Linked DNA regions of Mus musculus: all the other regions are linked to region 1. Evidence: chromatin contacts called from public promoter capture Hi-C data. All regions are on one chromosome and are shown on one strand. The core of a region is the stretch at or near the end of the contact, and the rest is flanking DNA. Distances in the headings are between cores, read along the strand shown.

Region 1 (4,000 bases), core at 189-2,688:
GGAAATAAGCACAGACCATGTGACAAGATGGGAAGTGGGATAGGAAACAGAGGGTGAGCTGAGGGACAAGTAACAGCGTGAACCTAAGAGAAAAGGAAGATGGTAAAGATGGTGGTTGCTTGCCTAGGGCAAGGGAATGGACCAGAAGGTTTCAGCCAACATGGGGCAGAGGGAGTGAGAGAGACCTGTCAGGGGATCTGAGACACGGGGCCCAGGAGCAGCAGTGGTGTATTAAGGTAGTTATTAGAAGAGAGGGAGGGAAAGAGAAGAGATATGAGATAGGGACCAATACAGGGGAAGAACAGAAGGGGGACTCATATAAGAAACGGACACCATATGGGGGGAAAGATATAAGTGATGGACAGCAGAGGCAGGGAGGGGGACTGGAAAGAAGAGGTGGGGTGGGGGAAGGGGTCAAAGCGATTAAGAAAGCAAATGAGACTCAGGGATTGCATCTCACTTCTCCAGAGTCCTAATGAGGGCCAGTTACCCTCAGGATTTTTATCTGGCCCTTGTCCCCACCCCTCAATCTTACTTGCATCCCCCCCCCCAAACCAAAAAAAAAAAAACCACTTGATCCTCCCCCTTCTCTGGTGTCCCCTCCCCCAATCCTTTTTCTCTCTCCTCTCTTCCCTCCATCTGGACCCCCCACACCCCCCCACTGCCACCTTCTTTCTCCATCTGGCCCCTTCCCTCCCTCCATCCTCCTCTCTTTTCCTAAGTCCTACCACCCTGAGCCCCTCACCAAATTCCCTTCCCACCTTCTTGGTCTCTCATGCCGCCTGTGTTTTCATTTCCCCCCTACCCTCTCCCAAGACCATGCCTCTACTTCCTTGGTAATTTCTTCCTCACTCTGCTCCCAAATCCAAACCATTTCTGCAGCCTTTCCCCAAACTCAGTCCTCCCTTCTCATCCCTTTCTGACGCGCTTTCCCCTCCATCATCTTCCCCTCAGCCCCCTTGAAAAGGCCCGTGTCCCAGCCCCTCTATCCTACCCCTATGCCTCTAATCCCTCCTTTCCCACTGTTCCCACCTCTGCCTTCCCGACCCTCCCCTCTCCCTCCATTTCAGCCGCTCCTTCCCCTCGGTGGCCCCGGCCCTCCCCCGCCCGCTGCCCCTCCCCCTCTTGCCCCCCCATTTGGCCCTCCCCTCCCCTTACCACCACCGTACCTCTGAAGGGGGCATAGGACATCGCGGGGATGCTCCCCCGATGGATGGAGGCTCGAGACCTGCTCATCAGGCCTGAGGGGGAGGGGGCGGGGGGACGGGGGGAGAAAAAGAAGAGAGAAAGAGGGGGAGAGAAAGGGGGAGAAGGAGGAGGTGGAGGAGGAGGAGGAGGAGGAGAGAGGAGGAGAGAGGAGCGGAGAGGAGCAGAGAGGAGGAGAGAGGAGGAGGAGGAGGAGAATAAGAGCCAACGGCAGCAGCGGCAGCAGAGAGAGGGGGGGCGGGGGAAGCGAGCTAGAGAAGAGAGAGCAGGAGGAGGAGGGAGAGACTGCAGCCCCCACCCCTACCCAGGGAGACCCGGAAAAGGAGAGAACGAGGGACCCCTGACTCATACACACCAGGGAAGTCCCGTAGAAGCTGACCCAAGACCCTCAGACAGACCCCAGACCCAGAGAAAGATACTCACCACCTCACCCCCCCCCCACCTCCATACTCAACAAATTGGGTCTCACAGATCCAAATCTAGAAGGAAAGAGACCTCTGAGCTCAGACCCCACCCCCTAAATTAAAGAAAGGAGTCAGGGACCAGAATATGAGACTCTAGTGTCAGCAAGGTTCTCCAGACCCATGTTAATCTTATTCGAACCCTGGACTTGTAGTTTGGGAGACCCAAAACAGAGACCTAGACCCAAAGAAAAAGATGAAGCCAATATTAGAAAGTGCCCCAGGCCAGAATTAAATTTTAGAATCTAGCTAGAGGTAAGAAACCCCACATTCGTATCTCAAAGAAACTGCAAACTTGGGGATGAAGGAGGAGACATTCGGCTGACCCAAAGATGAAGATGACCACATAGAGATCTAAAATACATTACATCTGAAAGATGTGAGTTAGTGACCGATTGCGAGGTTCAATTTCCTGAAACAACTCCCCAGGTAACCCAGACCCTAGGAAGGGCCCAAATATTGGACCCCCACCCCCACAGGACCCAAATATTGGACCCCCAACCCCTCACCTACACACACAAGGATCTCTGAGAACCCCCCCCCCAACTCAAGAAAATGCAGAAGCCTAACAGGAGCCACCCATGCCAAGGACCCCAGACCTTGGAGGGAGGGCTAATATTTGGGCGGCAGGGCCCTTTTTCCTGCTGTCTCCACCCTCTTCTCTGTCCTCTCACTGGTCCCCTCTCCATTTTTGGGTCACTGGATGTGTTTAGGCTCCAGGGAGGTTATGTAGGGCAGGTCCTGGTTCCTTGGGGGAATGGATGAAGGTAAGGAGACCCAAGACCGAGAGGTGGGCCAGTCCTGGGGAGAAGAGTCAGCAAGGGGGAAAGAACAGGGTCACACTCTGAACTCTAACTTGCAACTCTCATTTCTCCTCTCCACTCATTTGTCAGCCTCTGTCCGAAGCTTTGGGCTCTGGGTATCTTCCATCACCCACTAGCCCATTTACAGGTGTCACCCAGTGCTTTGAAAAGGTGTCTTTCCTCTCCCAGCCACGGCAGTGCCAGGTCTGAGCCTGCCTGATCACTGCCCCCTACCCAGGGACAGCTGGCTTCTCAGCTCGGTGCTAACGCAAGGGCGGTGGCGGGGGGTGGGGGGAACTGTCCCCACCCAAGGCTGCCTGTCAGCGCGGGGAGGGAGGGGGGCTGTTACTAGGCACACTCCGGAGCTCAGGACAACTCCCCGGCCCCAGCCTGACGCAGCGACAGCGCGGGTCGCCAGGTCTCACGTCACGTGGACCGCGAGGCCGGCCAGCAATTGGCCTCCGCTCGCTGCTCCTGAGGCGGCGCCGCCTGAAAGGACAGGCCTCATCACGTGACGGCGGGTCGCCGCAGCGGCGTTCCCCTGCCAGCAACCGGTTGAGGATTCACGGAAATGGGCGGGCCGCTGGGGCGCACGACCTCAGATAAAGCTGCCGATTGGTCGGAGGGCTCGACGCCACGCCCACTTAAGAGGGCGGGGCTACCGGGCCACTTGAGGGCCGGGATTGGCCAGGTCTGGAGACTCCGGGAAGGCAGGGCTGCTCCTGTCACGTGGTGCACACTGTTTTCGCGTCACGTGGCTACTGCAGGTAAGAGGCGGCCGCTCCGCCGGGGCTCGGGGTCCTTCGTCCGTGCAATGAGCGGCCATTGATTTCTTCTTTTCTCTACCAGCGCGGGCTGCATGAACTGGGGGCGGGCGCCCGGCGTCTTGCTCGGCGGAGGGGTGAGTCTGGCCCCGCCTTTTCCGGTCTCGAAGTCTCACCCAGCTTCTGCAGCGGAACAGAGGAGCTGTCCCAAGTTTCTTTTAAGTTTCAGGGACATTTTTTTTTTTCTTCCTGGTGCAGAAAAGGCAGCGCAGAGGCTTGGTGTCTGCCCCAGAAGGCAGCCCAGGTGCAATTTCCTGGGGCAGTTGTGGGGACACTGAATCCGCCCTCCCCCCTGCTCCAGGCCACTCTGCTCCTGTCGTTTCTTTGGATGCCAGCGCTACTGCCGGTGGCTTCCCGCCTTCTGTTGCTACCCCGAGCTCTGCTGTCAATGGCTTCTGGAAGCCCTCCGTCCCAGCCCCCTCCGGCCTCGGGCTCCGGCTACGTTCCAGGATCAGTCTCTGCAGCCTTTGTCACTTGTCCCAACGAAAAAGTCGCCAAGGAGATCGCCAGGTGGGGACCTCGGCCAGATGACCTAGAGAGAGCGTTGGGGTTAGGGGAAGGGTGCTGTTTCCGGGTCGTGCACACTCTGATCTCGCTTCACCCTCAGGGCAGTGGTAGAGAAGCGTCTGGCAGCCTGCGTCAACCTCATCCCGCAGATCACATCCATGTGAGTTGTCAGTTAGAAACGGAAATCTACCCGGAGGGG
Region 2 (3,742 bases), core at 440-2,939, 1.9 Mb before region 1:
AAAAATAACAGCATTTAAGAGGATGCCTAGCACCCACACTGTGGATCACAACTCCAGTAACTCCAGTTCCAGGGTATTGGAAGCCCTCTTCTGAATTCTTGGGGAACCCGGCATATATCAGGCAACATGCCCAGGCACATAAAATTTAAAAAAAATAAAAATGTAATAAAAGCAAGGGCAGAAATATCTACTTCTTAAGGATGATCAATAAGTCACCATTGACAACCACAGTGTAAAGGCCTCTCAGTCCCAAGGTGTGACTTAAGTTAACCTGGCTGTGGAGCAACCTGAGGCAGGCATACACCACCATTTGGAGCTAAAGGACCTTTACCGCACTTCTGTTCAACCCGAAGCCCTGAGGGCACGAGATCCCGTACCAACCTCAAGGTCTCAAAAGTAGTCCCAGCCAACAGATTCCATTCCCCAATTCTCCAAAGGCAAGCAGCCTCTGGAGAGGAAACACACACTTCAGTATCGATTTTGAAGAATCTACAAGAACCCCATCCTGTAGTCTCAGAAGTCGTCTCCATCCCCATTCGGGGCTCCCGCGATGCGATCACAGGGGGCAAACCCATGGGACCCAGCTGGGCTACTGCCAGGGGAAACCAAGAGTTTCGCCTACAAGGAGCTAACAACTAGACCAGGGTTGGTATTTTTTTTTTGGCGGGAGTTTCCTCACGTACACAACTCTTCCCATACACACACTGCCGAGTACCCCCAACAGCCCCCTTCAGAGACGTTCTTAGCGACCCGGGATCCCCAACTCGACCACCTCACCCTGGCCCCCGAATGAGGAGTTTCAACAATTGGACGGAACCCGCCCTGCACGCCACACAAGGGACTCATGAGACCAGGTAAGACTCCAGACAAGGTCTCTGTCCCTTTAAAGGGACTCCTCTTCCAGTGGAATCTTCACGACACCCCCCGAAGGAGAAAAAAGAGAAATATCTCCCCCTAAAAAAAACAACCCAGAGGGTAGGCGCACCACAGATAGACGCAGAGTCCGACCCTCACAGAGAAAGCGAGCGCCAGCGAACGGCGGAGGGGTGGGGAGGGGGGGGGAGGACGCGGAGATGCAAGCACTTATTGGCCGCCCAACCTGCCCGTCAAGGGGGAACCCGTGCGCCGAGGGCGGCCCCTGAAGGCGGGACTCTGGTCTAGCCAGGCCAATAGGGGAGCACGGGGAGGGCGGGGCTTAGCCGTTTGGCTGCCAGGACCGGGGAGAAACAAGATGGCGGGTGCGGGAGGGGGTCCTCGCTTTGCAGCTCCCTTCCGCGCGCTTTTCCCGGCCTCGTCGCCGCCCTCGCTCCGGGGGAGAGGTCGCGCGTCACCCCCACGCCCCATCGGGACACCCCTGTGCGCCCCGGCCGCCCCCTCGCGCGCAGCGCTCGCTCCCCGCCGGCCCCCGCCGCCCCCGCTCGCTCCGGCCCCGCCGCCGCCGCCCCCATTTTACCTCAGCCGCCGGCCGGGCCCCTAGCTTCGGGGGCCCCCTGAGCGCGAGCGCGGCCGGCCGGGTGAGCGGCCGGGCGAGCGGGCCGGGCGAGCGAGCAGCTCCGTGCGCGGCCCGGCTGAGGGAGCGCGGCCTCCTCCCGCTCCGGCCCTCCGCTCCGTCTCCCCGGGCCCGGCCGCCTCTCCCGGGGGAGGAGGGGGAATGGAGCCACCGCCGCCACCACCGCTGCCGCCCGCCACGGAGCCCGGCCGAGGGGAGGGAGGGATCAGCCCCCAGGCAGGATCCGCCCCTCGGCCTCCCCCCGCCACCTCCACCCCTTCCCTCACTCCCTCCCCGGATCGAGCCGCCGCACGCGAAGCGGGAGCGCGAAAGCGCGGGGAGACCGGAGCGGATGCCCCCGCCCGAGCCCAGCCCGGCGCGGCGGCAGCGGCGGCGGGGAGACGGGCGGGGAGATGAGCGCGAAGCGGCAGCGCCACCTCCACGGGGCACCGTCCCCGGCACGGCCTCACGGTGGCGGTGCGGACGCGGCGGGGCCGCTTCACCCTGGGCCTGTCCCAGAGCTGATCTAGTCGGGGTTCCCACTCTGAATCCACGGAGCGGTGGCTCACCCCATCCCAGCCAGAGCGTGGGGCCACCCGCCGCCCCCGAGGTGGGAACGCCCATGCTCCCACCCACCCACAAAGCTCGCCCCAGGACGACCCCGGAGGGCCACACTGTGTGTGGCTTCCCAGAGTGCAGGTGGCTGCGAAGCCTCCAGAAAGTCGTCCCTCCCCAGGCCCCCGGGACAAAGGTCTAGCGATGTCCACCCATCCCCTCCCCCAGTGCGGACAGCCCGGGAAAGACCCGTGCCTGTGGTGTGTGTACAGGTGAGCCTCTCCTGGCACACAAGGCTGCCACGGACCAGACTTTTCCATCTGTGTGGAGTTTTTTTTTTTTTAAGTAAACATAAAAGTTTGACAGTCTGCTTAAGCGTGCCTCGTAATTCCGTTTGTCACTCTAGGCATGGGAAATACTTTTCCCCTTGAATTTGATTTGGCCAGGAGTCGGTTAATTTAATGCACTGAACGGCTTTCTCAAAGGCAGCCTGCCTGTCAAACAGCAACTCCCAGACTTTGAAGTGTACTCAAGCTGCCTTTTGTTCTAATAAAAGAAAAAATAAATAGAAGAAAAGGTCCCTTTGCCCCTCCACGAGCGCATGTACCTATAAATTTGAAAGCTTACCTCGTGACAGAGATCTTAAGCACCAATACTTAATGATGCTTATAAAGGATATATGGATAAACTGCTATCGAAGATGAAGATGAATGATATATTTTGAAAGCGTTTCCTCTACACGAACGGCTGGTGAGACTTTCAATTGCTCGATTGGCTCTGGTATCCAGGACCTGGGTACTACAGTTGAAAGAGTAGAGAATAAACATTTCTCACGGCCCAAACCTTGTGTTTTTATTTACATTGAAGTATAGGTGTTCAGCATCCTAAGAGTTGAGAATTTACCAGTTGAGTGAAGCATGGAAGTTGGGTTTCCTTACAGGAGTGTGTTCTTGATAGATGGTAATAACATACTGCAAAAATAACCAATTTTTAAGAAGGAAAGGGCGTGGCTTGTGGAGCCAAGCAATCGCCTCCGCCAGCACCCCCACCCCACAGTGTTTTGAAAGCTTTGAAGCAGAAATGCTGTGAATTAGTCAACTGTTGTTAAAGCTTGGGGGAATAATCACAGGAGGGAAGGTGTGGAAAGATTAATTGTGGAAGGGAAGGCCCTAGAGGAAGAAAATATTGCAATTACTTTTAGCTTTAAAAAAATTGAGGAACAAATAGGAATTTCACGTCTTGTTCTTTTACAATGAAATATAAACATTTACATAGGACTTGTGTCTCCTTATCTTTTATTCTTCGCGGTTGCTTCTGGGCATGACCTGATTTGCATGATTGGGAAGGACCTCTACCCTCTAAATTAGGCAAATAAAAACCCTGAGAAGATGTCGCAGCTTGTCCTTGCAGTGATTTAAGATCCATTGAGAGCACATGTCAGCCTCCTCTTGTCACCAGCCATTCCTGGTCACTTTATGAGACTGGGCTCAACAAAATTTTCTCCCCCTCTTCACCCTCGCCCTTAAAACATTAGCGCCGCCCTTGTTTTCCTTTTGACACGGGAAATTCGTTTTCTGTAGCATAACCTCACAGATAGCCAGTTCACTGGGATGTAATCTCAGATGTAATATGTGACAATTATGTCATTAAAAACAAATTTGGATCAGACATCCCAGAGGCACTGCATTTAATTCGCCT
Region 3 (3,767 bases), core at 1,100-3,599, 1.4 Mb before region 1:
TCATCAAACTTGGCGGCAAGCACCAAGAGACCGGACGGAATATGGACCATGCATTTCTAAGTGTCTATTACAGTTTTTTGTTTTGTTTTGTTTTTAGGGTTTATTATTTTTATGTGTATGCCCGTATGAGATATGTGTACTCTGTGTGTGTGCAGGTGTCCACAGAGGCCAGAAGGTATCAGATCCCCCTGGGACTGGAGTTTCAGGCAGTTGTATGGGTGCTGGGGAGTATGTGCTCCTAACTGCTGAGCCATCTCTCCAGCCCCCTGCCTCGGCTCACAGACTGCCTGTGAAGACTTACTGAGGGAAGCGAATGTCCCTCTCAGAAGCCTGGGCCAAAGGTCTCACCAAGAGTACCACACAAAGGACTCTGGGTTAGAAGGACTGTCCCTCCTGTCTCCTGACCTTGGGACTGATCTCAAAGCCAGTTCCTGTAGAAGCTTGGTCTGCCATCAGACCAGAGCTGGGGTAGAGGGTTGGTTGGTTGGTTTGATTGATTGATTTAAGGTAGCCAGCTTCATCCTCAGAGAGTTTCAGGCCAGAACATTTGGGAGGGAGGTAGCAAAAGGATTAGGGGAGTTCAAGGCTAGCTTTGGCTACAAGAAGTCTAGTCTCAGAAGAGATAGAAAAGGGAGAAAGGGGAGGGGGGTGGCTGATTGATTGCTGCTGATAGCCCTGATCAGAACGGGAGAGGCCTGAGTCCAGCGCTAATGGCTAAGGGAGGGAACGCCTGGGGTTGGAGAAGGGTCTGAACTGCGGTCAAAGGTTAGCCTTATGGGCAGGCCAGAGGAATGAGGCCAAAAGACAACTGAAAACTCGGTGAGGGAGGGTTCTGGTTTGGGCAAGTTTGACAGGGTCCCTCCCTGTACTGCTAGATTACAGGTTTACTGTAGCCCCAGGTGGTGGATGATAAGGCAGGGCCCCTGCCCTGCGGACTCCGTGTGACAGACCCCGCAGGGCCCCTGCCCTGCGGACTCCGTGTGACAGACCCTGTAGCGGCTGGGTTGGGCTGATTGGATGACCCAGAACGGGGAAGGTGGCCTGAAGCTGCATGGGGGCTATGACTCCACATCAAGGAGCAAGACCTCGTTTTGTTGAGGGGTTGCCTGTCGAGATGGGGTCCAAGGTCACCCCACGGTCTGTCTTCACAGCTGACTATATAGTGCTGCAGTTCGGCCGCGTGGCTGAGGACGCCTTCACCCTAGACTACCGGTACCCGCTGTGTGCTCTGCAGGCCTTCGCCATCGCCCTCTCCAGCTTCGACGGGAAGCTGGCCTGCGAGTGACCCCCCACAGCTCCTCAGCGCTGGGAAAGCATTCGGTTGGGGGTGGCAAGGTCCCTCCCCCACAGCTCCCATGGAAGGGCTCACCCCTCTCCGTGACCTCCGGGCATTTCCCCCCTCCACTCCCCCAGCCTGGCACCGGCTGAGGCAGAGGGGATGGAGATGAACATCTGGTCGCCCAAAAGTACTTGCCTCGCCCCCTCCTCCCCAGTCACTTCCTGTCAGAGAGCCGGAGTCAGATGTTCGAGGCCCCTCCGACCCCGCGCTGGGGGGTTTGTAGGGGGTGGGGAGGGGACGATGGTGAAGCAGAGCCAGGGACCCACATCCCCAATAAAGTCACGTCCGAGGCTGAACGCATCGGTAGTTTCTGGATTCATGTGTGTAAACTCAGGTGCCTGCGTTGGCCCCGCGCTCCCGCGTCCCCTTCTGTTCTATGGAACCTCGTCAAGCGCACAGGGTCCGGGCCCCCGACTCTCCGCCAGTAGGGAGGAGAGGGAGGGCCCTAGAGGTAGAGGAAGAGGGAGAAAGGGAGAAATTCGAGAAACAAGCCACTCGGGGAGAACCAGACAAACCGGGTCCGGGCAGGGCGGAGCCAAGTCTGAGGCCCCGGAGTGGGGGGCGGGCTCTGGGCGGGAGGGGAGCTGCAGAGGCCTGGGCTGCCCGGGACCCGAGTAGAAGGGTGGGGAGCCCGAGACCCCGTGCGCGCTCGGGTCATTTGGATGCGGAGGACGCGGCTCCCCAGGACCCTAAACACCTCCAAGGAGTTCAGCCTAGGGGGCAGAGCTCTCCTCTTGGCTCCGCCCCAGACCTGATCCCTCTAGATTCAGCGGAGTACCCACAAGGGGGTTGTGTAGGGGAGGTGGGAACTCTGAGACGACGAGCGAGGAATGGGGTGCGCGGGAGTGTGAATCCACAGCTACGGGCGTTCTTGGGACTGGGTGGTTAGAGAGACAGCAGGCCCCGGCCCGCCTTAGATCACTCCCCCCAAATAGCACCGCCCACCCGTGGGCCCGCCCGCCGTTGGCCCCGCCTACCGGTCCCGCCCCTCCCGCCCGCAGCCCCCACCCCCCGCCCGGCTCCCTCAACACAAACTTTCCGTCCCGCTCGCTCCCTCCTCCGCGCCCAGCACCTCCCGCTCCGGCCGGGCTCATTCCGTACATTCCGGCCATCCCCCTGCCCACGACCCCCCTTCCCGGCCCCCCTCACTACTCCCTCGGGCCCGGCGGAGCGGCCCGGCGGAGCGCCCCCCGGAGCTCGGAGCAGGTAAGCCCGGGGAATGCAACTCGGAGGCCTCGCGCGCAGAGGTGACTGCTCTGCTCGGGTGGCTTCTGGATGGCGGGGACCCGGGACACTCTAGGGGTTCTGAGCTATTGTCCAGCCCGCGCCGGAGCCCAGGACCTGGGTGCCGGGAACTTTGGAGGGAAGGGGGGAGACGCTCTCCGGGAAGCCCCGCCCACCCACCCCACCCCCCCGCGACCCGGAGGCTGGGAAGCCCGGAGTGTCCCGGGTGCCCGGGCCTGGCCCCGCCGTGTGCCGGGGTGTGCGCCCAGAGCCGCGGGCTTGGAAGGCCTGCGCCGGGACTCGTATCCGGGGCGCCCTTTGGACTCCCGAGAGCCCGCGAGCCCCGGGCTCCACGCAGGCCTTAGCCAGGGCGCGCCGGTGTGCGCGCTGCTCGCGGCTGCGCTGGGACCCGGCCCGGGTGTCTGGAAGCCACAGTGTGAGCCCGGAGCGTGTGCGCACCCAAAGGCGTGGGGGGACGCCTGTCCCCTACAGTTCTGCCGCCCGCCTCGGGGCGAGTCCCAGCTCCTTGCTCCAGGAGCCTCGCTCGGGACGCGGCTGGATTTGGGGCCTTCCCCGCACTTCTCCGGAGAACTTGTTAAGGCAATTGTGGGCGACAGGGCTTCCCTTCCCACTCGGGTCCTCTCCATTGTCTGTCACGTCTTTATTCCTGCCTGGGAAGGGAGGCTGGAGCGCTGATGTGGGTCTGTTTTCTAGCCCCAGCAGGCCTTCGGGGCAGTGTCACTTTAGCCCCTACTCTACCCGCCCCCCCCCCCCCCCCCAACAGGGGCCCTGATTGAGGGCTTAGTTTTTTAAAGAGCAAGAGGGAACGAACGAAGCCTAGGGCCGGGCTTCTCAGGGCCTGTGTCCCTCTCTCTGTATCTCGAGCTCTCTCCAGGTAGGGGCAGAACCAAGTCAGGCCTGGACTTGTAGCCTAGCCCGGAGGATGGCGGTGGGGGCTGGACACAGCTTTGAGGGACTGGTGTCCATGGTGGCTCCGTGTATTTGAACTCTCGTAGCCTGGATCTGTACACACAGGGTTTTGCCTCAGTGCTGGGGTCTGGGACACCCCTACACTCACAACCAGCTGCGGGCTGCTGCCAGGAGGGAAAGCAGCTATTAGTTGAAGGTGTAAGGACTATGCCTCTGCCCTTCCTAGTCCCCAGACCTCCTTCTCCTGACACTTGTTAAAGCAGTTGAGGGCATC
Region 4 (3,848 bases), core at 654-3,153, 1.9 Mb after region 1:
AAAGCCAGAACTGGTGCAAGGGCCTTCCCTCCCTGAGATGCCCACACGTGTCCTGCAGCCTTCAGGGCCAGCTGTACAATGCTGAGACAGGAGGATGTCATCAGTTTGAGAGTTAGAGAATCTTAACACAGCTTCTCGGTTCTCACCGGGAATTAGCCATTTACTAACCACCCAAAAAATAAAGGAGGAAAATAGATGTTCTCTTAACGGAGACTTTGGGAGACCTTCCTTTCAAATATTTCATCTCTGAAGTGTTGTGTAGGAGATGTTGCACCCTAATTCTGCCTCTGGGGGGAGGCACAGGCAGAAACAATGACAGCTGTACCACTTAAGTGCCTTCGGAGTCATAGCACAAGCTGAGGGTAGATGGCACCCCACACGGCTTGTCAAGTCCCTCCTACTTAGAACATACCCCACAGGGAGGCTGGCCCAGAGACCTGGAATGAAGCGTAAATTTCCTTCAGGCCCTGAGCAATAAGAATAAAAAATATAAATAAGCCACAATGACACTTGCTACAAACTTGAGGGTGAAAAATCATATTATTCCTCAGAGGACTTACATTCTCAGAACTGCTGACAGTCAAAAGGCTGGACAGAGACAGAGTCCTTGCCTTTTGGAATGTAAACTTAAGGAGTGCCAGGAGCCTGACTATATATGGGAACGTGTGATTGAAGGCAGCCACACTAGGAAGTAGGGGGTGGCCCAGCATGTCAGTTCATGAAGACAGGAAAGGTCGGTTCCGGCCTGTCCCGGCCAGTGCACTAGTCAGCACCAGGCTGTCCCAATCCTGCCCGGTGCGGTGCGGTGCAGTACGTGTGTTTGAGATGGTTCAGCCCACAGCTCCTGCGTTCTTGTGTTCATTTATGCAGCTCTGGAACCCTGGTGGGAGGCTCTGGAGGCGGGACACAGTCTCAGACCTGGTGGCTTTTATTTACCAGAGCTGAAGCGCTATGAGGAAGGAGAGCAAATGTACAGTCGCTCTGTCCAGCCTCAGGGGAGCGAGCACTTTGCTAGTAAGCAAACTTGGCTGCTCAGAAGTCACATCAGCTATCCAGCCTGCTTGGTGGCACAACCCCTTACAGAATCCCACCTTTTCTTGCCAGCCCAAGAACAACCCCTTGCAGAGGTTCCTCAAGGTTCCCCTTCCTTGTAAGGTCTGAGTACACTTGCTCCCTTGAGGTGAATGGATCTCTGTCAGCAGATGGTGGCCTGCCTCAGGTGCCTCTACACCTTACTCTGTCCTGCCATTAGTTCCACATGTTGTGGTGACCCCCAACCATAAAATTAGTTTGTTGCTATTTCACAACTGTAATTTTGCTATTGTTATGAATTCTAATGCAAATATCTGTGTTTTCTGATGGTCTCAGGTGACCCGTGTAAAAGGGTCATTTGACCCCCAAAGAGGTCATGACCTACAGACTGAGAACCACTGCTTTAGACATTGGGGATTCACAGCACCTATCATGCCTTAGGCAATGGATGGATGGATGGATGGATGGATGGATGGACACCTAGTCCCTGAGGATTCTGCCTGCCCGTGCTGTCTGCAGCATCCCCTGGTCCGGGACCTAGCACAGCTGGCTAGGTTTGACGGCAACAGGTAAGAAGATGAGTGTCCTGGCTGGCATCCCTGACTATTCCTATGGGACAGGAAGATGGGGAGGGGCAGCCAGTGGTGGGCTGGAGCAGGCCTCTGAAGTCTCCCCAGGCCTTTCCCATCAGGAAGCACATCCTGTTAGTGTCTGGCTCTGTGGCAGGGCTGCTATTTGTTGCAGTTGGCTACGCCCTCCTGCTCACCAAAAACAGCCTCAAAAACAACCATTTCCTCTCTGCTGAGAGACAGGGAAACGGGAGCTCACACACATACGCGCATACACATGCTTCCTTGTGGCAGGCGTTCTGCTTTTCAGGACCTGCCATTTGTGGCAGAGATACCAAGACGGGATACATAGCAGAGAGGTGGCCAAACCCACACTGCGTCCACAACCCTGTTCCTCCATCAGACTGGCTCCCACAGCCCGTTCTGAGGCGCGTAACCTGGCTGATTCCCACGCTGTGCCTGCCTCCCGAGTTGCTGTCCATTTTCCACTGCTGTAGGCAAGAGGCACTGTGGACACAGCCTCCCTGGCCTCTGTTCCAAAGAAGACGACCCACTTACAACTCTGGATTCTCGCTGGTGCAGCCAGTGCCCCAGATTTCTCCCTGGAATGGGTCTTGGGGAGACCAGCTTCAGCACAGGCTTGTCCCTGCTCCAGGCTCAAGAGGCAGGCTAAGACAGGGCTGTGAGTAGCTCTCTTGGACCCGTCCCATGGGCGACATCCTCCTGTGCCGGGCTGGAGCTGCCGCATAGCTTCCCAAGGATGAGTGCTGATGTCCTCTAGCCACCCCTAGCAGCATCTTGGCTTTCTCTGGATGCACAGCGGCTGACTGGGACTTGGAACTCTCCGAGATAGACAGTCCTGGAAGTCAGAGATGACTCTCCAGAAGCTTGTGGCCACCGCTGTGCTGGTGGCCCTGGTCTCCCTCATCCTCAACAACGCAGCAGCCTTCACCCCCAATTGGGTGTACCAGACGCTGGAGGACGGACGCAAGCGGAGTGTGGGGCTGTGGAAGTCTTGCTGGCTGGTGGACAGGGGTAAGGGAGTCACAAGCCCTGGGACTCGAACTGGGCAGGTGGACACCCATGACTGTGAGGTTCTAGGATGGGGCTCGGAATCAGCAGGTTTCCAGGAGTCCCGAGGCACCGTCAAACGTAAGTCTTGTTATTTTTCTGTCACCTTCCAGTGGTTAGGTGAGGGGAGGTTGTGTCCGTCCATGCTGAGGGTGGCAGCAGGGAACCTGCACCTCCTGCCCACCCTGACAAGCAACGCTACAGAGCTCCACTGTTCAGCTTAGACTCTGTCTGTGGCTTCCTTCACAAGAAGTCACTCCCGTGGCTGGAGGCTCCTTCTCTGCCATTACATGTGGCTGAAGGATGAAAGATGGGTATCCTAATCAAAGCAAGTCATTTTTCCTTGGTTAGAAAGAAATATTACTTAATAAGGAAAACAAGAAGTGTGAGAACATGTGGCTGAGTTCTGTCTTAACGGCTGAGGTGGTCAGGGCCTTTCGGACAGTGCAGGAGACTCTGGCTGGGATGTCCGGGAGACCAGAGGAGGCACAGAGCAGCAAAGGGCAGAGTGTTACCTCCCTGACGCCCATGGTGGCCTTTTCCTTTCCCAGCTCTCTTGTTCTGGGGTCTATGCACTACCCTGGGAGTTGGAAACGTCTCTTTAAATAGCATGCACTGTTTGAGAGTACGAGAATAAAGGGCCTCATAAATATGAGGATGCAATCTAAAATCGACACATCTGCTGACATGTGAGTTCTTTCCTGGTAATGACCCCCTAAAGCAGACAAGAGGGTCTGTCTAACAAGTACCCAGTCTCCTACAAACTGCCTTGGAGGCTACAGGTCAGATGGCGGCTGTCGGGAGATGACGCTGGTCTTTAGAAAGCATGCGACGTAGGTGAACATCTGTTCAGTGTAAGGGGACTTCCTGGAAATCCTGAGCAATGTGCCCAGTGCAACCACCTCAGCCCTGGTCATGACTGACACAGGGCTTGCCGACAAGGCAGGGGAACACCACCCGCCTCTTGCGAGCAGAGGCACCCAAGCTTACCACGGGACAGCTCGGCCTCTTTCCTTGGGTCTTGACAGGCAGGGAGCCCTTTATTGAGAAGATCAAAGATGAATGCACTCTGAGGAGCTAGATGCCTTGTGGGAGGCCAAGGGTCTCAATGTGGGTCTCTGTCATGTGTCCATGGAGAGCTCTCCCTGTGCATCCTATGACCATTCTGCCTAAGCA
Region 5 (3,784 bases), core at 557-3,056, 1.7 Mb after region 1:
TGCTCTCTCTTACATTGCCTCCCTTTCCTCTCTCTTCTGGTGAGAGTCGGGCAGATCCCATTCTGTCAAATCTTTCTCTGATTCATCACTTTGTCTGCCACTCACTTAGACATCACTTTCAAACATAGGAGCTCCCTTCTACAAACTTAACCTTCATAGTTTGAAATTAAAGGTGTATACTAAGGGTGTGTCTGTATTCCAGCCAGAAGGATTAAAGGTGTGTGCTAAGGGCTGAGCCACACCATGACACAATCTTGGGGGTTCACAGGGTGATCAAATATCCTGCAGCATTTCCCCCTTTTTATATAAACTAAAAAATTGTACAATTTAACTTTTTACAAGAGAAACAAGTGTCAACCCCACCAACAGTCCAAATGCCCTCATGAAGATCTGCTGATTCGATGATCCTTCAGAGCTGCAGTCCTGATCATCTGCCTTCAGCAACAGTCCATTTCAGCATAAGCAGTCTGTCCTTCAGCTTGTTTGTTGAGCTGTCTCTGGGGGTCTTCAGTTTCTGATAGAATCCTGAAGAAATGGATTCTAATAGCAGGGAAGTAACGCCTCAGCTGCGGGGTAGATGAATATGCCAACAAGAGTGAGTGCAAGCAGGCAAAAAGCAAAAGCTTCCTTCTTCCATGTCTTTTTATGTGGGCTGCCATCAGATGTGGCTCATATTTAGGGTGGCTCTTCCCACCTCGAATGCTCCAGGTTTAGGATGGTCTTTATAGTGGTTTGCATGAGAATGTCTTCCATAAACACATATATTTGAATGTCTTATCCCCATGGTTTTAGAAGGGTTAGGTGGTGTGGCCTTGTTGGCGCCAAGACCAAGGCCAGGCCAAGATTCTCTCTCTCTCTCTCTCTCTCTCTCTCTGCCTGTTGCCTGTGCATGAGGTTATAAGCTTCCAGATACTGTACGGAAGCCCCTAATTGGTTCCTTTTATAAGTTGCCTTGGTCATGGTGGGTTTTTGGGTTTTTTTTGTTTTTTTGTTTTTTGCTTATTATGTACGAGTGCTCTGTGTGCATGCATGCCTGCATACTAGAAGGGGACATCAGATCCCAGGGTAAATGGTTGTGAGCCACCATGTATTTGCTGGAAATTGAACTTAGAGCCTCTGGAAGAGCAGCCAGTGACCTTAACTACTGAGACATCTCTCCAGCCCCAGGTTCTCACAGTAACAGAACAATATCTTAGTCGTCCCAAATCCAGTCAAGATAAATCTCTCTCAGGCGAGCCCAGCTGCTTGGCTTTTAGGTAATTCTAAATCACGTTGACAACCAACCAAGGCTGGCTATTACAGAGAGAAAGGAAGGGCTACCTTCCTTGCTCGGCCGAGGCTGACAGACCCTGGAGTCAGTGGTATAGCTTCAGTGTGAGGAGGAAGCAAAAGACATCCAGATCTGGGCTAGAAAAGGTGTTGCTGTTGAGTTGTAGTTCTTCAGATGCTCTGGATGGTAACCTTGATCACCAGAGTGTCTCTGACCCACCAGCTCCTGAATGACACGGACTTTTATTATTTATGAAAGCTTAGGCACTATGACTTAGACTATTTCCCAACTAGCTCATATAACCTAATCAACCCGTTTATTTTAGTCCGTGTGTGCCTCGAGGCCTGCTACCTCTCACTCAGCCCTGGTATGTACGATTTCCTCCATGCCTGGCTGGCTGGCGAATCTCCCGCCTCTCAATTCTTCCTCAGAGTTCCTATCTCGACCGGAAGTCCCGCCTTTCCTCTCCTGCCCACCTACTGACACCAGATCTTTATTAAACCAATCAGAAGGCAAGGGGAGTGACTGTTTACAAACTGCTAAAGCGGGTGATGATCCAATACAGATAACAGTACCAAAGTCCAGCCTGTGCCCAGCTCTCTGCCAGTACAGCAACTGGCACTTAAATAATAGACACCCTTTACACGGTGCACAAAAAGGAAATCCCAACATCTCCCCCTTTTAGTCCAATAAAAGGATTTTCTCTAACAGCAATAAGCTATATACAATAAGAACAATTATGAGAGCGGGGCAGTGGTGGCGCACGCCTTTAATCCCAGCACTCGGGAGGCAGAGGCAGGCGGATTTCTGAGTTCAAGGCCAGCCTGGTCTATAGAGTGAGTTCCAGGACAACCAGGGCTATACAGAGAAATCTTGTCTCAAAGAATAAAAAAAAAAAAACAAAAAAACAAAACAAACGGAGCTAGAGAAAGTACCAAAGAAGCTAAAGGGATCTGCAACCCTATAGGTGGAACAACATTATGAACTAACCAGTACCCCGGAGCTCTTGACTCTAGCTGCATATGCATCAAAAGATGGCCTAGTCGGCCATCACTGGAAAGAGAGGCCCATTGGACACGCAAACTTTATATGCCCCAGTACAGGGGAACGCCAGGGCCATAAAAGGGGAGTGGGTGGGTAGGGGAGAGGGGGTGGGTGGCTATGGGGGACTTTTGGTATAGCATTGCAAATGTAAATGAGCGAAATACCTAATAAAAAATGGAAAAAAAAATCCAGGAAATTCATATAAGAGAAAGATATGATACCTGTTCTTCTAAAAAAAAAAAAACAAAACAAAACAAAACAAACAAAAAAAAAACCAATTATGAGAACTATCAGGTAAGAATTACGTTCCCATTGTCTAGTCCATCTGTATTGGTAGCCTTGGAGAAAGTACGCCACTCCCTATCCAACCCTGGCAAGCCCCGAGTTCAGAACCTAAATTGCTTCTTTTTGTTGTTGTTGTTGTTGTTGTTGTTATTTTCAGAGACAGGGTTTCTCTGTGCGGTCCTGGCTGTCCTGGAACTCACTCTGTAGAACAGGCTGGCCTCGGACTCAGAAATCCACCTGCCTCTGCCTCCCAAGTGCTGGGATTACAGGCATGTGCCACCACTGCCCCACCTCCTAAATTGCTTTTTATCATTTCTTATATTACAAACCAAAAAAAAAAAAATCTTTTTACACCTGAAAATATTTTCTTAAATCCTAATCAACTTCAGGTTAATTGTGAGACTCTAAGTAACTAGTCTTCAGCCCCATCAGAGACCTGAGAAAGAAAACATTGCCCAAGTACAGGAAATGCAGAGCAAGCAGCTTCCAAAACTGTAGAAATGATGGAGACCGCTGGCTGCTTGGACAGGAACCCAAGCTTGCTCTGTGATGGTGGGGCTGGGGCACCCATCTTCAGCCTACAGGCCCAGAATATCTGACAGATTTTTCTGAGAAGCAGGATTATGAAGGACTGGCCTACCCTGACTCTGCAAAGTTGGTCAATTGACTTCCTAGTGTCCTGCTTGCCCATGCTTTAGACAGCATGCTGTCAGCAGTTGAGGAAAGGGCATTTTCTTTGCCACACTTGTAACAAACTCCATATTGGAGCATACTTCAATGCCCATACTCTATTGAAGGAGTATGGGGGTGCTGCCAAGACCTGAAGTATCTCATTGTCATGAAAACCCTTTTGTTTTAAAGGGTTTAAAACATCTTAAATGCCATATTCTGTAGATCTCTGAAGTGTTTGAAGACCATTTATCTATCTAAAGTATGCCCGAATAGGCAAATATTGCTTGTTTCTAGCTTAACTTTGAAATCTACAGGGGGCTAAATAAAGCTTATTTTTGTAATTAATTAAATTGGTACCTAGTAAGACCACAATTTTGATTGACAAGTAACTTGTACTTCTTAATTATCATAAACAGTATGTAATAGTAGCTTTCAAAGACTAGAAATTTACAATACATTTTTAAATGAGTCACATAGGTATAATACCTAAGAGCAAAACCATATATACACTAT
Region 6 (3,907 bases), core at 910-3,409, 1.3 Mb before region 1:
GCACACAAAGATCACAAAACTGTAAGACCTGGTCAAGCTGGTTCAGTTGGCTCCCTGCTGTGGCTCCAGAAGGTGGCCTGTTCTATGGCCAATTCTGGCTCAAAGACAGAGAGTGTGATCCTCAAAAGAGGAGACCTAGAAACCTGGTGCCAACGGAACCCTGGGCTCCCGCTTCTGAAGTTAGAGTGGGTCAGACTTCCAGAGCCTTCAAAGATAAATATATGTTCTCTCCTGAGGATGACTCCAGGGACCCAAGGCAAACAAAGAGGCTCAACTCTGCATACAACTGAGCTGTGCCTGGAAGCAGACAGCCCAAGTTCCTTTGCAAGGCCTCACTGGTGCAATCCCTCGACCTGCCCAGGCAGATACCAAGGCAATACCCCAGACCACACCTGGGCAAAGGGAAGAAACGTCAGCTGCCTCTCCCAGCCTCAGTAAATACAGATGCCCAGGAAACGGAAGGAAAAAGGGCACCGAGGAACCATGCCCAGTGACCAACACAAGAGGCACATTCCGTCAGTGAAAGACAGGAGGTAAACTCAGTCGCTGGACCAAGACCCCAAGATTAAGGGAACAGATGCCCAACAGCCCCAGGGCTAGCAGGCCCACAATCCATTGAAAAACTAAAACGGGAATGTATTCTGGGGCTGGTGAAGTGGCTCAGGACGTAAAGGTGGTTGTCATCATACCTTAATGACCCGAGTCTATTTCCAGGAACCACAATATCGAATGAGAGAGCCACCTCCCAACTCCAGTAAGCTGTGCTCTGACCTACACCCCACCCCACATCCACACCCCACAGAAATAAATAAATGTAACTTGTAAGCAAACATTCTAGAGCCAGTACAGGGAGGAAAAACCAAGTTTAAAACCAAGGGCAGGGCTGGTGAGATGGCTCAGTGGGTAAGAGGTACCCGACTGCTCTTCCAAAGGTCCGGAGTTCAAATCCCAGCAACCACATGGTGGCTCACAACCATCCGTAACGAGATCTGACACCCTCTTCTGGTGTGTCTGAAGACAGCTACAGTGTACTTACATATAATAAATAAATCTTTAAAAAAAAAAAAAAAAAAAACCAAGGGCATAGCTTCTGCTCTTAGCTGTATGGAAAAGGGCAGTGCGTGGAAGGCACCGTATCATGGTTTAAATACATTCCATAATATCCCAAATGAGTCCTGTTTCCTGAAAGGGTGAAAAGAGTTATATGAAGCCTCTGGCTACCCCTGGCACACACCCAACTCAGAGCCGTCTCCCCCAAGGGTTCCTGGAAGTCAACAGACTCATAAAGGGGAAGTATTATAAAGCTGAGATTACGAGGGCCTACCAACTGGCCATCCCTCCCAATACAACACCCAGTGAAACCTGTGACCCGAACAAATCTGGTCAAGCTGGCGCTCAACACCCCACTCCCAGCTCAACTGAAGGTGAAACGGAAGCCTATCGTGCACCTCTGGGTTCTCCTCAAGCAGAGGCATAAAAAAAAAAAAAAAAAAAACTAGAAGCGAGGCAGTCGGGTGACAGGAGGTGAAAAGGACAGGAGATGAGAGCTGAGCCTAAGTGGGGCCTCTGCCGGTAGCCAGGATAGAAGGGGCTCGGATAAACCGGACTGGCTCACAACATCCTAAAGAAGATGGGGAGGGATAGGGCAACCCGAAAACGGGTCAGAGAGGAGGAGAGCACTGACCGACAGGGCAAGGATGGAAGGCTATCGAGGGAGGCAGGAAGGATCTCCAAGGAGGGCCTGGGTAGCGGGACAGCAAGGGAGGCGCTCAGAAAGGGGGTCAGAAGGGAGGTGACATGGGGTTCTTTGGAATTGAGAGGAGATGAAGCCACGGGGCTTTAGAGGGATCAGGGTGGGTGGGAGGAGGGAGGGAGGCCGGCTCCGAGCAACCACAGGGGTCCCTGCGGTGGAGACCCCAGCGGTGGCTCCTCAGCGCGCAAGCCGAGCATAGACGAGCCGCAGAGGCGCGGAAAGCGGCTCTCGGAGCCCCTGACCCCACCATCCACCTCAGCCCGGGCCGCGCTGGCCTCTCCCGATCCGCACGGACCTGTCCCGGCCGCCTCTCGCGCCGCTGCCGCCGTCCCGCAGGCTCCGCAGAATCCCCCAGCTCCTGCCAAAACTTTTCCCATTAATCCCCAGGTCCGCCGCGGCCTGCGGCGTCACACGCTCCCAGCCCCGGCGCCGCCCCCAGCCCCGTGATGTCACCGCGCCGCTGGCTCCCTCCCCCACAACTAAGCACTCGCCCCCGCCCCCTTCCGCCATAGCAGTAGCCAATCGCCGCGCCGCCTGGAGCCACTCCTTTGACAGCCATCGCTCCGCCCACTGCACAGCTGCCCTGGCGCGTCTGCAGCGCCCTCTGCAGTCAGACGTGGGAGCAGCAGCTGAGGAAAGCGCTGGGGAGAAGTTAGGGCTGGTCAAAGCAAGCCTCACGAAACGATATTTAAAGCTTTAAAGCGCGGAAAGAAGGTGGAGGTCATCTAATACAACCTCCTCACTCTTCCTGAGAAGAAACTAGGCATAGACTTGTGTGGTTTGAAGCAAGAAGCAAAGCTAAGGGCGGTGGGGGAAGGAATAGAGGCAAACTGTAATTTTCAGAGGCGCTTGGGAGAGGCATATGGTGGGAGACTTGGGAATGAAAATACAGACGCATACGTTTTACAAAATATCTATTTTTATATGTCAGAGTGTTTTGTCTGCATGTCTGTCTCTGCACCATGTGCGTTCAGTGCCTGCAGAGTCTGGAAGAAGGCGTTGGATCCCCTGGAAGTGGAGTTACAATGGAGAACTTCCATGTAGATGCTGGGAAGCGAGCCTCTTCAAGAGTAGCAAGCGCGATCTTCACCACTGAAGCATCTCTTCAGCACCCCCAATTTTTTAACTGGTGGCTAGTTCAATGGCTCAACGGGTCATCGCTTTGTCTCCAAGCCTGAAGACTTGAGTTCAGTCCCTGGGACTGCCTCCTGAAGGTTATCTTCCAATCTCTACACACCGCATGTGCACTTTCATATACACCCACACAAGAAAAAAGAAAGATCTGGAAGGCATGATGGCACTCTAACTCCAGCACTCAGGAGGTAGAGGACCCGTTTGAGGTCATTTTTAGCAATGGAGAAAGTTTTGGGCCAGCCTGTGCTTATAGGCCTTGTGAAGCCAAATAGAAAACAAATTTTAAAAGAACTTTTCTCCCACTTGAGATTTCTGTCGCTGGATGTCAGGGACCAGACAAGACAAGAACTCTGTACCTGGGCTTGCCTGTCACCCCAACTCATCATATACCACAGAGAGTATGTAGCCAGAAGGCAATCTGTCACTGGCTGGTTTCATCATCCTAGAATGAACAAAACTTGGCTGGCAGGAAAGTCAGCAGGCACCTCCCTCCTCCACACCGCCATTAAAGGTCACCTCTGCCCGGTCTGGCACTCCTTACAGTGCATCCTTAGCTCGCTGGATTGGAGAACCCCACACCACTTTTTTTCTGCTTTGTTTTCGAGTGTGTGTGTCTGTGTGTGTGTGTGTGCGCGTGCGCACGTGCGCGTGTGCACTTGGAGGACAGAGAAGGGTACTGTGTGTCTTCCAAGGATAGGTTTCCACGGTTTTCCTTTGAGGCCTGGTCTCCTGATGCATGCACGAGCGGTTCTGGTTTGGTGGGATAGGCTGTCAGCCATCAAGCCTGGGCTATCCTGGTTCTGCAATTACAGGAATTCACAGGACCACACCCTGCTTTTCCCTGTGTGTCGGGATCTGAACGCTGGCTGCTCTGCGTGAACAGCAGAGGCGCTTAACTTTCCTGCTCTCTCCCTAGCTCCCTTCTATTGCTTTTGAAATGAATTTGTATTAAGTTTTTAGATATCACTTCCCTTGTCCTCCAAGACTGTAGTAAAAAATGGCCTGGGGAAGTCAGAGATT
Region 7 (4,339 bases), core at 786-3,285, 1.2 Mb before region 1:
GTGCAAGGGGTCTTGGGGGGATAAGAGGTCAAGGGTCATGAAGAGGGTGAGAAAAGTTACTTAGTCATGGGACAAGGAGAAGAAGCCCTTGAGGGTGATTAGATGGGCGAAGGTTGAATTTAAGAATTCCTGGAAAGCAAGGAGCAAGGGCCTGAGGAGAATTTGGAAAACCAGGAAGTCAGGATATGAGAGACAACCGAGTGGGTGGGTTTTCTAGCATGGTCAGTTCAAATGTATCAATTCCAGATTCCTTTATTTAAAGCAACTCTCAGGAAAAGGCAGGGAGGGAGTGGTGACAGAAAGAGCTAATAGGTCTGGCCTGTGAGAGGTCTAGTTAATCTATATAAATAAAGTTTGCCATACAGTAGTTTCTGGGGCAGGGGGATCATTACTAAGGGGCTGTGAAAAAGGTCCAAGTGAGAGGTAAGGCACTCATCAGAGATGGGGACAGGGATTCCAAGATGGCAGCAGTAGTGACTGGCGTGGGCCATATGCTTGGTGTCTGTGGCATCTCCAGCACCCAGTAGTTAGACCTTCACTAAAAACAACTGTTCTACCATAAAGGTAAAGGTTTCCTGTGAGGCAGAAGGGTCCTGAATGTTCTGCACCTGTTACCTCAGGCTTTAAATGCTTTGCCAAAAGTTCCCCAGCTGAAGGGCCAAGCTCATGATGTCAACTCAGTGGGAAGCTCTGTGCTGCACGGCTTTACAAACTGATAGAGTCCAATTGAGGGGGCAGAGTGTAGACAATCACAGGAATGAAGAAATACTGTTCGGTAAAGCCAGTAGACCCAGGTTGGGAGTGGGGGTGGGAGGGTGAGGTTACAAGGACTACATTTCTGAGGCAGCGTAGAAAAAAGTTCGCTATTTTTGTCTTGACTAAGAATTGCAGAATTTTAATAGAAAGAAACATTGGGGAATCACCAAACTCAATCTCATCACAGTTCTGATCAGAAACTCAAGTCCACCGTAAGGAAAGGACCTCCACCAAGGTTTCCAAAGCTCAACATGATAGAATTTGAACTTGAACCACACACTCAATCTAGAATCCTTTCCTGCCTCAAATGATACTTCATTTCCATTTACTCTTGATCACCACAACGGTGGCATGGCAGTGGGCATAAGTTATGTATGTGCTGATTGACACTGGAGGCTGGGGGCGGGGGGGGGGGTTAAAGAGGGATGTCAGGAGGGTGAGATGATCATGGTGTTACGGGGCGAAGATCACGAGTTATGTGGATGAGTGGGTGGGAAACAGCCCGAGTCTGGTTTGCAGAAGCCAGGAGAGGACTAAGGGGTGCCCACAGAGGGTAGTCTAGGGGGTCACTAGGGACTACGGGCCTCTTGGAAGCCATGTAATGATTGTATCAGCACTGAGACTGGAGGGTCCAGAAGCAGGGCTGGGGTTAGCACTCAATGAATTGGGGGTCGCCTTGTGAGGTCTGGGGGTCAGGAGTGTGTGTATGGGGTCAAGGAGGAGGAGGAGGGCGGGGTTTGGGAGTCCTGGGGGAGGAGTCTCAGGGCGGGATGGAGGGGCAGGGACCCTGGGTGGGGGTGGGGCCAGGCCGCCGTCCAGGGAGGCCCAGCCGCCAGGCCAGGGACCGAGGAGGGTGGGCACGACGGGCTCCGGACCTTCCCGGGGCCCCGCGTTCGCCCAGCCTCCCGCCTCGGGGCACGGTGGACCCACTCTTCCCGCGGCCACCAACCTGACAGCCCCCGAGGGCGACTCCGCCGACAGACCACCATGCACCGGGCCCTGCCACCAGCGCCGGCCCCGCAACCCGCCTGCGCCATAGCCCGCCCGCGCGCGGCTTGCCTCGCGCGATATCCAGGTTCCAGGGCGGCCGCACTTCCCTCTCGCTCCCGGCGCGGCCTCCGCCGGGCCCCGGAACCCGGATGACCAGCGCGGGGCCACGCTCCAGCCCGCCCCCCTCCGCCGCGGCGGCCGGCCTGCTTATCCCGGTTCCCGGGCCCCGGAGCCCAGGCCGCCGAGTCTCCTCAGGCGAGCCTCGGAGCTCCGCCTCGCTCTTCTCTCCGCTGGCCGCCGGGTGACGCGGCCTCGCCAGCCCGGGCGCCCGGGGAGGGCGTGATGACGTCACGACGCCGGGTGGAAGCCGCGGTCGCCATAGCAACGGGGGAAAAAATCGAGCGGCGGTGGGCTGCTCGGGAGGAAGCCATTGCAGGTATCTCTAGGTGGTTCCTGCAGAGGACGGTGACCAGACGCCTGGAGGGGATGGGACTCCGAGGGACAGTCCTCCCAGCGCCCTGTGCAACGGCGCCCCAAGGGATGGCGTCCCGACAGTCATCTCTGCTGGATGGTCCTCCCCCTGGGACTTCACCCTAAGGGACGCTTCTCTCCCGCTCTGTCAGAAGGTGAACTGGGGCTCAGCACCCTGAGGGACTTAGGGACGGTCCTCCCTGTGGACAGTCTCCGTGAGAGATGGTCCTTCTGCATGGACTGCACCCCGAGGGACAATCCTTCCTGCACTTTGTGGGAAGATGCCCGAGGGGTGGGGGTGGGGGGACAGCATTATGAAGGATGGAGCCCTGACAGTCCTTCCTGCGGGACAATTCTCCCTGCAGTACTGGCTTTTCCCATATGCCCTGGGGAACGTGAGTGTTTATGAGGGATGGTGCACCCATCCTGTCCCCTGAGGAAGGGCCCTGACGTTCCCCTCTGCTCGACTCATCTTCCTGAGGGATGATTCTCTCTGAAGGAAGGTTCCCTGACAACACTTGCTTCCTTCTACTGCCTTCCCTGAGAAATGACACTCTGATGGTCGACCCCTGAGGGACAACGCCCCGAGAGTCTTCTCAGGTTCTTGGGCGTTCATTCATTCCTCCATCAGCTCCCCAAAACCAACAGGTCCCCTTGATAGGGTAGCAGTGTGAGGAACAAAACCAAGTGCCCCCTTTCTTCTCTGTTTTTCCATAGTTTTGTCCTTTTTTTGGACTCAAACTGTGGATCCCAAGGTGGCCTTGAACTTGTGATCCTCCTGCCTCATCTTTACACCTGACACCTAACTTTAAAAGTTCTTTTTATTATCTCTCTTCCAAGCAGGGAGGAATTGTGGTTCAGGATATTTTCAGAAATTGAGAGAAAATAAGCTTCCAATTAAAAATAAGAAGATGAAGGGGGAGGAGCCTTGGCACGGGCATGTTAACCCCGAGGTCCCAGTGTGGTACTGGAATTTCCACCTGGTGCCCTAGTATATACCCAGTTAGAGCCAGCTCTGCCATCCTAGCACGACACACATGGGATCTTTCCAGGGTTTTATAGCACGGATTATTGGTTAGAAATACAGCAAGAAAGCCAGACACGGTGGTGTACAACTGTAATCCCCTGCACTGGGGAGGTGAAACCAGGAGGGTCAAGAGTTCACCATCAGGGCTGGCAAGAGTTTGATCCTTGGAACCCATATGGTGGGAAAAGAGAACCTGTTTCCCCCAGTTGTCCTCTGAACTCCAAAGACACATGGTAGCATGCTTACACACACACACACACAGACAGTGCTTGCTTATATACACTCACAAATGCACACACATACTCAATGAAAAAGTTCAGGATCACTTTTAGTTTTCTGGTGAGTTGAAAATACTAGAATTCCGAGTGACCTGGATGTCTGCTCAGCGCCACCACCCTTTACCATATGGGCAGATAGCTCTTCCTTGCAGATGGTATTCGGTTCGTTTCCTCTCCATTACACAGAAACCATTTGTCTGAAGGAAGAGATAAAAGTTGTCATCCCACCACGTGGCCTTGGCTGGCCTGCATCTTAGTCTAGGTAGACCAGGCTGGCCTCAAACTCACACATCTGCCTGCCTCTCCCTCCCCAAGTGCTAGGATCAAAGGCGTGAGTCACTATACCCAGCCAAAGCAACGGTTCTAAAACATTCCAGGTCCGAAAGATTGGTGAGGAAGCTGTTGTGGAGTAGAATTTTATTCTCTTGGTACCAGGAATGAGATGCAAGGGCCCGGGCATGCTAGGCATGGCGCTCTGCTGCTGAGCTACGAGTAAAGATCAGAGGGGGGGATGTCGGATGACAGCTCTCCATTGCTGGGGTGCGGTGACCTTGGTGCTGGTTCTGCCTCCCTCGCAGGTCTGGAAACTCCTGCTTCTGCTTCTTTAATACTGGGATTAAAGACCTAAGCTGTCATGCTCAGCGAGGGGAAGTCTCCAACGTTGCTTTTAAACGTAGACAGAGACATGAATTTCCAGATATTAAAATCATTAGGAATAAGCTGAGCTGTGGGAGGGGGGAGCCAGGCCTGTCCGGCAGTGAGAAGAAGAGACCTTTGAGTGTTTAAGATCCCCCCCCCGGGCCCCCAGCTATAGGAC

Evidence for each region. Promoter capture Hi-C pulls out the DNA fragments that hold promoters and counts their contacts.
Region 2: a promoter capture Hi-C map of liver shows a contact between it and region 1, with 2.8 times the contacts expected there. The contact joins the promoter of Brpf3 here to the promoter of Syngap1 in region 1. A contact is called at or near these places in 3 of 39 promoter capture datasets (liver and pre-B cells) and 1 of 115 datasets of contacts at active chromatin or transcription factors (embryonic forebrain).
Region 3: a contact with region 1 is called in a promoter capture Hi-C map of embryonic stem cells, with 4 times the contacts expected there. The contact joins the promoter of Tead3 here to the promoter of Syngap1 in region 1. A contact is called at or near these places in 1 of 39 promoter capture datasets (embryonic stem cells) and 2 of 115 datasets of contacts at active chromatin or transcription factors (astrocytes and pancreatic cancer cells).
Region 4: a promoter capture Hi-C map of pre-B cells shows a contact between it and region 1, with 2.5 times the contacts expected there. The contact joins the promoter of Tmem204 here to the promoter of Syngap1 in region 1. A contact is called at or near these places in 2 of 39 promoter capture datasets (liver and pre-B cells).
Region 5: a contact with region 1 is called in a promoter capture Hi-C map of liver, with 3 times the contacts expected there. The contact joins the enhancer-like site here to the promoter of Syngap1 in region 1. A contact is called at or near these places in 7 of 39 promoter capture datasets (the C10 cell line, the SN4741 cell line, hippocampal neurons and 3 more).
Region 6: a contact with region 1 is called in a promoter capture Hi-C map of fetal liver, with 2.7 times the contacts expected there. The contact joins the promoter of Ppard here to the promoter of Syngap1 in region 1. A contact is called at or near these places in 4 of 39 promoter capture datasets (fetal liver, liver, maxillary cranial neural crest and 1 more) and 2 of 115 datasets of contacts at active chromatin or transcription factors (embryonic forebrain and pancreatic cancer cells).
Region 7: a promoter capture Hi-C map of liver shows a contact between it and region 1, with 2.5 times the contacts expected there. The contact joins the promoter of Zfp523 here to the promoter of Syngap1 in region 1. A contact is called at or near these places in 3 of 39 promoter capture datasets (the SN4741 cell line and liver), 1 of 484 Hi-C or Micro-C datasets (bone marrow-derived macrophages) and 1 of 115 datasets of contacts at active chromatin or transcription factors (pancreatic cancer cells).

The regions. Positions count from the first base shown.
Region 1 is chr17:26,938,688-26,942,687 of GRCm38.p6, reverse strand. Syngap1 (synaptic Ras GTPase activating protein 1 homolog (rat)) reads right to left here and starts at 1,438. Exons shown (of 19, transcript NM_001281491.2): 1 at 1,170-1,438. The coding sequence starts at 1,236. Cuta (cutA divalent cation tolerance homolog) reads left to right here and starts at 3,150. Exons shown (of 7, transcript NM_026307.3): 1 at 3,150-3,237; 2 at 3,320-3,371; 3 at 3,596-3,804; 4 at 3,902-3,961. The coding sequence starts at 3,330.
Region 2 is chr17:28,799,073-28,802,814 of GRCm38.p6, reverse strand. It overlaps Brpf3 (bromodomain and PHD finger containing, 3), which reads right to left and starts at 1,689. Exons shown (of 13, transcript NM_001081315.1): 1 at 1,454-1,689.
Region 3 is chr17:28,349,387-28,353,153 of GRCm38.p6, reverse strand. It overlaps Tead3 (TEA domain family member 3), which reads left to right and starts at 2,349. Exons shown (of 13, transcript NM_011566.4): 1 at 2,349-2,545. It overlaps Tulp1 (tubby like protein 1), which reads left to right. Exons shown (of 15, transcript NM_021478.2): 15 at 1,152-1,639. The coding sequence ends at 1,285.
Region 4 is chr17:25,079,169-25,083,016 of GRCm38.p6, reverse strand. It overlaps Tmem204 (transmembrane protein 204), which reads left to right and starts at 1,903. Exons shown (of 3, transcript NM_001001183.1): 1 at 1,903-2,753. The coding sequence starts at 2,474. The region is part of intron 18 of Ift140 (intraflagellar transport 140); the gene reads right to left.
Region 5 is chr17:25,280,268-25,284,051 of GRCm38.p6, reverse strand. No RefSeq gene overlaps it. Among named protein-coding and RNA genes, the nearest start is that of Gm17801, 8.0 kb to the right of the region's middle. Within about 2 kb of position 1,806, at least 63 of the 459 cell types and tissues checked have an H3K27ac peak or open chromatin away from gene starts, as enhancers often do. A contact at or near this core is called in liver, where this site is marked.
Region 6 is chr17:28,231,006-28,234,912 of GRCm38.p6, reverse strand. Ppard (peroxisome proliferator activator receptor delta) reads right to left here and starts at 2,159. Exons shown (of 8, transcript NM_011145.3): 1 at 2,049-2,159.
Region 7 is chr17:28,174,892-28,179,230 of GRCm38.p6, reverse strand. Zfp523 (zinc finger protein 523) reads right to left here and starts at 2,035. Exons shown (of 14, transcript NM_001357995.1): 1 at 1,706-2,035.